Regions from separate parts of the Mus musculus genome. Here region 1 is linked to region 2. A link is a contact called in public Hi-C data. All regions are on one chromosome and are shown on one strand. The core of a region is the stretch at or near the end of the contact, and the rest is flanking DNA. Distances in the headings are between cores, read along the strand shown.

Region 1 (3,041 bases), core at 56-2,555, 110 kb after region 2:
GAGACCCATCTCTCCGATGATTCTGGATCCTGTCACGTTGACAATTAACACTAACCACTATAGACTAAACGTGCGTCCTTTGGCATTCCACTATGTTCCCTTCCAAAAGCATAGTTTACTTTTGATATTTTAGGGAGGATCTATTTTCAGGTCTTAGATATCTACACAAGTTCTTAAAAACCTCCTGAGGTAGAGAGTGGAATACGTAGGCTGGGAAAGGTGCTTCAATGGAATATCACCATGGCCCAGTTCTACACGTTACAGAGATTAAACATGACACAGCAAAACTGGCTAGTACTCACAGTCCTCCATGTCCTTCCTGGAACTTCTCTTCAGCCCCAACTTGCCCCATCTATCAGCTAGGATGTAAAAAACATCCAGGTGGAGAGAGTAAAACGATGAATAAATAAATGGAGGGAATGTAAGATTTTCAGTAGAACTGAAGCTTTGTCTGATAGTCAGCCTTGACCGACAACTTGGCCAGGTTTTGAATCAGCATGGGTGTCTCAGAGAGGGCATTTCCAGAGAGGTTTAACTGAGGAGAACAGGAACCATCCTGGATGTGGGTAGTACCATCCATCGGGCAAGTCCCCAGTGAATAGAAAGGGAGAACGGACGAACCAAGCTGAGCCCCTGCATTCATCTCTCTCTGCTTCTGGACACACGGTGATCAGTGTCTCATGCTCCTGTCCCTGTGGTGTCTATCACATGATGGACTGCATCCCTAAAGCCAGCTGTCACATAGTCCTGTCTCTATGGCCTCCTTTCCATGATAAACTGCATCCCCTAAGACCTTGACCCCAAACAAACCTTCTTCCCATAACTTGCTTCTGCTAAGGACTTTGTCCCAAGGATAAGAAATTAGCTAACAAGTAAAAATTTTAAAAATACTAAAATACTTGATGTAGACCCGAGCTTCCCAGGTATGTTGCTGTTGACATGTCATGTCTGACACTGATGCTCTTACTAACTGAACGTCTGGGTCCTTTGCTCTACCCAGATAGAAATAGTAGGTAGGCAAAGAGAAGCTCTTCAAGTGCTGCTGGTATTTGGTGGCACATCCCTTGGAATTTTTAAGAGTGGGCAATAACACCCGATGGGTGAGATCAAGAGCAAGCAGGAGTTAGTGTTGTGGCTTCTGCGTAGGCCTCAGGTAGATCAACCCTTAGCTCTGTGATTCTTGTGGAGCCAGGGAGTCAGGCTGCCTTAGCCCTTGGCAGTAGTAAGCGCTGCAGTGTCTAGGCAAGCCCAGGTATCAGGACTCTTTACTTTGGTGTCAGATGTCAAAGCTGCAGCTCCTGGGCCTGCGCTGTCTGTGACCTTTAACTCTAAAAGCGTGGCAGTTCTGGAACACTCCCAGTTACCAGAGGCTGCTGTTTCTCTTTGCTGATTCCACTGTCTCTTTGCCCTCACCATCCTGGTTCTTGCCCTGTCTACTGTTGAGGACTGTTCACCTGCCTCTTTTTTTTTTTTTTTAAATTGGATATTTTATTTGTTTACATTTCAAATGTTATCCCTTCTCCTGGTTTCCCTTCTGCAAACCCTCTATCCTGTCCCCTCTTAATCCTTCTTCTATGAGTGTGTTCCCCCCACCTACCCACCCACTCCTGCCTCACCTCTCTCTATACTAGGGCATCAAGCCTTCACAGGACCAAGGGCCTCCCCTCCCATTGTTGCCAATTAAGGCCCCTTCAACTCCTTCAGTCCTTCCCCTAACTCCTCCATTGGGTACCCTCTGCTCAGTCTGATGGTTTGCTGTGAGCATCCACATCTGTACTAGTCAGGATCTGGCAGAGCCTCTCAGGAGAAAGCTATACCAGGCTCCTGTCAGCAAGCACTTCTTGGCATCAGCAGTAGTGTCTGGGATTGGTGACTGTATATGGGATGGATCCACAGGTAGGGCAGTCTCTGGATGGCCTTTCCTTCAATCTCTGTTTCACTCTTTGTCCCCGTATTTCCTTTAGACAGAAGCAATTCTGGGTTAAAATTTTGGAGATGGGTGGGTGGTTCCATCCCTCAACTGAGGGGTTCATGCCTAACCTCTGGATATGGTCTCGACAGAGTCTCCCTCCCCTTTGTGTGTGTGTGTATGGGGGGGGGGTATTTCAGCTAATATCGTCCCCATGAGGTCCTGGGAGGTTCTTGCTTTCCTGGCATCTGGGACTTTCTGGTTGCTACCCCCAGTTCCCCTCCCCATTGCTACATACCTCTGTTCAATTTCCTCCATTTCCTCCCATACCTGATTATGCCTCTCTTTTTTCCCCTTCTCCAATCATCTGGCCACCTCTGCCATTTCTACCCCTCAACATGAATCTGCTGAGCTGTGCCTGCCGCTCTTTCACCTCTGCTGCTGTTCCACTGTCTCTGCTTCTTCTTTCTTCATGTTCTCACCTCAGCCCACACTCCTGAAAACAGTCATAAAAGGTCAGTTTTTTTTTTTTTTTTTTTTTTTTTTTTTTTTTTTTTTTTTTTTTTTTTTTTTTTTTTTTTTTTTGTGGCTTAATGTTGCCACACCAGGGGAGGCAGCACAGGAGAGGTGACGCAACTGGCTAAGTGATCCAAACAGCTTGTTTATGCAATCAGAGGAGTGAGAGTTGTTAGTCACAGCAAACCTTCAGTAAGATTGAAGGTTGGTTCATGGCCCTGTTCCATTAGCACTAGCTCTGCCAGGTCATGGAGGGAAGCGCTCTACCTCTGGCACAGAGAGAAAAGGACGCAGGGTCATCTAGAGTTCAAGGCTTGTGACATCAAACTGTCTGAAAGAGTCCTGGCTGTGATGGTGCCTTCAGAAGGTGGCCCAATCAGCTGGGAACCTTGTGTAGTTTCCTCAAGGCAGTTGTGGCGTGCACAGAACCGCTGGTGCTGGCAGGAGAAGCTTCTGGCCCGTTGTTTGGCTGACAAGCCTTATGTTTAAGACAGGGAGGCCAGAAGGGAAGAGCCCAGCAGTTGTGGAGTCAACTTGCTGCATCTCCCAACACCTTTGCTTATTTACAAAAGAATGAACATCAAAAATGTTTTCAGTAAGAACTTAAGGAAATCAT
Region 2 (3,408 bases), core at 27-2,526:
GATGGAGAGTTAGAGGGTGTGCCCAGGAGAGGCCAGCCCTGGCTCACCTTGCTCAGCAGGCAATGGTCTAAGTCTCCCTCTGGAAGAGACTTCATGGCTTCTTGGTCAACCCCCAGTATAGCAGCAACCTTCTGCTTTCTTTCCCGATGGAGGACAAATCTGGTGGGTAGCTTTCCCAGCAACGTTACTCTCTGGATAAAACTTCTCTGGAATTGTGAACGTGGACCAGAGACTTGACTTCTTCTTGCCTGCTCACTGCAGTTTTCCTTTCCAGCATGGAAGAATTCATCTGCCATCTTTCAGGGAACTGTAGAAAGACTAAAAAGGAGACGTGATGAAAACGAGTTGGAACTTATCCTGTTTTTTTTTTTTTTTTCTTTATCCTGTTGTCCTGGCACCAGGTGCACCTTGGTGCCCAGTACCTTACATCTCCCCGTCCTTACCTTGTTGACAGTAAATATCCCTTGGCCCTCCACTCCTGAAAATTCTGCAATTGATTTACTTCCTTACCATAAACAAATAAGAAATTGCAAACAAGCCGCCTGGTTTTTCATCATGCCCGGCACAAGGCTTGCCAATCAGATGAGGGCCAGGAGTGACATTTAGAAAAGCCTGAGCTCACAGGGACACTTGTGTATAGAGAGGCAAGCTTACATGCTCGCATAGTCACACACAGACACAGGCACACACACACACACCACATGCATTCACAGAGACACTTGTGTATATAGAGGTAAGCTCACACGCTCACACACTAATACAGACACATACATGAACTCACAGAGACACTTGTGTATACAGAGGCAAGCTTGCCCCCCCCCCTCTCTCTCTCTCTCACACACACACACACACACACACACACACACAGAGAGAGAGAGAGAGAGAGAGAGAGAGAGAGAGAGAGAGAGAGATACAAACAGGTAGATACACGCAGAGAAAAGTAGGGCAGAGAGTCCTGCCTCTCACCTGCTGACCTTAGAATGTGATTTCCCACTTGGACGTTGGCATTCAAAATATACTCAGTATAAACAGGCCCCTTAAGAGTCTAGGACACATCTAGTTTTACCAGTAAAACTCATCCTAGAAAACCGACAATAAGTTCCCAGTCTGACTGGTTGGGCCTAGTTTTACTCCAGGAGGGAAAATATCCCAGCAGCCTTATCTCCCTAAAGCTCGTGAGTATCACCGTCTTTGATCCGAAAGACTGACAGACAACAGAGCTGGCAGTCCAGTTCATGTCTGAGCAAGGCTTTCAAACAGGCAGCTCTCCAAGCCAGCCTCCTCAATGCTCAACCGCAGCCAATCCAGCCCTTCCACTCTCTCCCGCGGCCCCAAATTTGCATATCCTCCCAGACAGCTCCAAGGAGAGCCACATCAGACCCCACCCACCTCCCTCCTCCAGGCGCTGGGGCGGCCTTCTCCAGGCTTCATCTGCCAATCCCAGGTCTTATACCAGTCCTGAAAAACTGAGGATCCACAAAGGTCCCCAGAATCCCCCTCCACGCTGACTGCCTTGACTTTCCACCTGCTTTTCCGTGTCCTGGAAATCCCCTTCTCTTTACGGCACATGCTCTGAAATGGTAAGGGAATCTCTGTCCCTTGACTGCTGTTACTATAGTCATCATTCCGAATCTACCACATCAGCTTTTCACTAGTGAAACAAGAAGCTCTACCCCCTAATCTGCCTTTGGGAATTCTCTTTCCATGTTGCTTTCAACTCTGCTGAAGTCTCCCCACCCCCACACTCACTCCCTTCCCCACACACATACTTTTATTTTCACCCTAACTTCTGCTTTTGCTGGAATCACTACTGCATAGTCCCTGTCCTACGGCAGGGTCTTTCCCAATAACAATAAAGTTGCCCCGGGTTTCTGGAATTAAATGCCCACACCTTCACTATTCTTGCTCTAACACCGTCCCGTCTCAGTCACTCAGTACTACAGATTCAAGTGTTGTATCTGGAAACTTCTCTTGCTCCAAGATGGAAAGATACTTGCCAGGTATGGAGAGGGAATTCTGAATAATTGAACTATAGGAGGAACCCAGAGAAGGAAAGGCACTGTGAACTCAGGGCAGCTGCCTGTAGATGTATTCCCAGGAGAGCCACATCTGAAGATTGGTGTGTTGTGTGAACACAGCTTAGAGTAGCATGGCCTGGTTCCTAGTGCACTGGTAAGGTTCCACAGCACAGGGCTATGGCACAGATGAAGGCTCTGGCAGCTCCTATCAGACAGGCTGAGGAAAACAGGCTTTACCGGCAGACACAGATCTCTAGTTAATGGGACAACAGGTCAGCGAATGTCTGTTGGGTAAGGGTGTGCCTGAAGCACTGTGCCAGGCCACCAAGAGGGACCTAGTTAACTCAGGCTTTCCTCCGTCCTCAGGAAATAGAAATCCTCATTTTTTTTATAACATGCCAGTTTGAAAAATGGAAACCAGCTTTAGCCCAATTCAATCTGTAAGGACCAGGCAGGTGAGATGGCTCAGCAGAGATAAGCATCTGCCACCGAGCCGGAGGACCTGGGTTCGATTTCTCCCCACCTCCCAGGACCCATATGGTAGAAGGAAAGAGTGAACTGCCTCGTGTGTGCATCCACACATACATAGAAATAATAGATAGATAAATGTAATAGATTTGGAGGACCAATAACATGTTTAATGTCTGCTTTCCAAAGTATTCACAACATTTTATTTATAGTCTTGTGTGTGCACACAGAGGTCAGAGGACAAGCTTGGATGTCAGTCCTCAAGTACTTTCTTTTTTTTTTTTTTTTTTTTTTTTTAAAGATTTATTTATTTATTATATGTAAGTACACTGTAGCTGTCTTCAGATACTCCAGAAGAGGGAGTCAGATCTTGTTACGGATGGTTGTGAGCCACCATGTGGTTGCTGGGATTTGAACTCCGGACCTTCGGAAGAGCAGTCGGGTGCTCTTACCCACTGAGCCATCTCACCAGCCCCCTCAAGTACTTTCTACCTTTTCTGTGAGACAGAGTCATTCACTGTCTCAGGAACTTTGTCCCTTGCTTCCAGGCCTTCTGGGCCCTGCCTCCCATTGCTGGATCCCAGGCATTTGCCTCTGCACCCAGGTTTTCACATGGGCCCTGGGGATCTGAATTCATGCCTTCATGATTTTGAAACAAGAAGCTTATTAACTGAGCCAGTTCAAGGTTTTCAAAAACCTTAAGTCAAACCTAATATTCACTCTGAGGCATGAAGCACCCATCTTGAAAGTGATGTTTAATTGAGTGATGAGGCCAAACAGAAGAATTCAGGTAGAGGCTCAGAGAAGTCAGATTGAATCCGTCATTTTTGGAGAGGAATTTGAGCCAGAACAGCTGAGTTGAACAAGCCATCCAGACCCCAGGAAGCTTATTCAGCAGTAACTCTCAGAGGCCTAGATTAGA

Evidence for each region. A called contact is a pair of places that touch in the nucleus more often than the background predicts.
Region 1: a Hi-C map of liver shows a contact between it and region 2, with 1.8 times the contacts expected there. The contact joins the enhancer-like site here to the promoter of Mab21l3 in region 2. A contact is called at or near these places in 4 of 39 promoter capture datasets (embryonic stem cells, liver, pre-B cells and 1 more), 2 of 484 Hi-C or Micro-C datasets (epidermal suprabasal cells and liver), 1 of 115 datasets of contacts at active chromatin or transcription factors (embryonic stem cells) and 1 of 9 other capture datasets (pancreatic islet).

What each region holds. Positions count from the first base shown.
Region 1 is chr3:101,946,141-101,949,181 of GRCm38.p6, forward strand. No RefSeq gene overlaps it. Among named protein-coding and RNA genes, the nearest start is that of Slc22a15, 23 kb to the left of the region's middle. Within about 2 kb of position 1,306, at least 64 of the 459 cell types and tissues checked have an H3K27ac peak or open chromatin away from gene starts, as enhancers often do. A contact at or near this core is called in liver, where this site is marked.
Region 2 is chr3:101,834,947-101,838,354 of GRCm38.p6, forward strand. Mab21l3 (mab-21-like 3) reads right to left here and starts at 1,277. Exons shown (of 7, transcript NM_172295.4): 1 at 975-1,277; 2 at 48-318. The coding sequence starts at 296. It overlaps Gm33381 (a long non-coding RNA gene), which reads left to right. Exons shown (of 3, transcript XR_003954538.1): 3 at 1-473.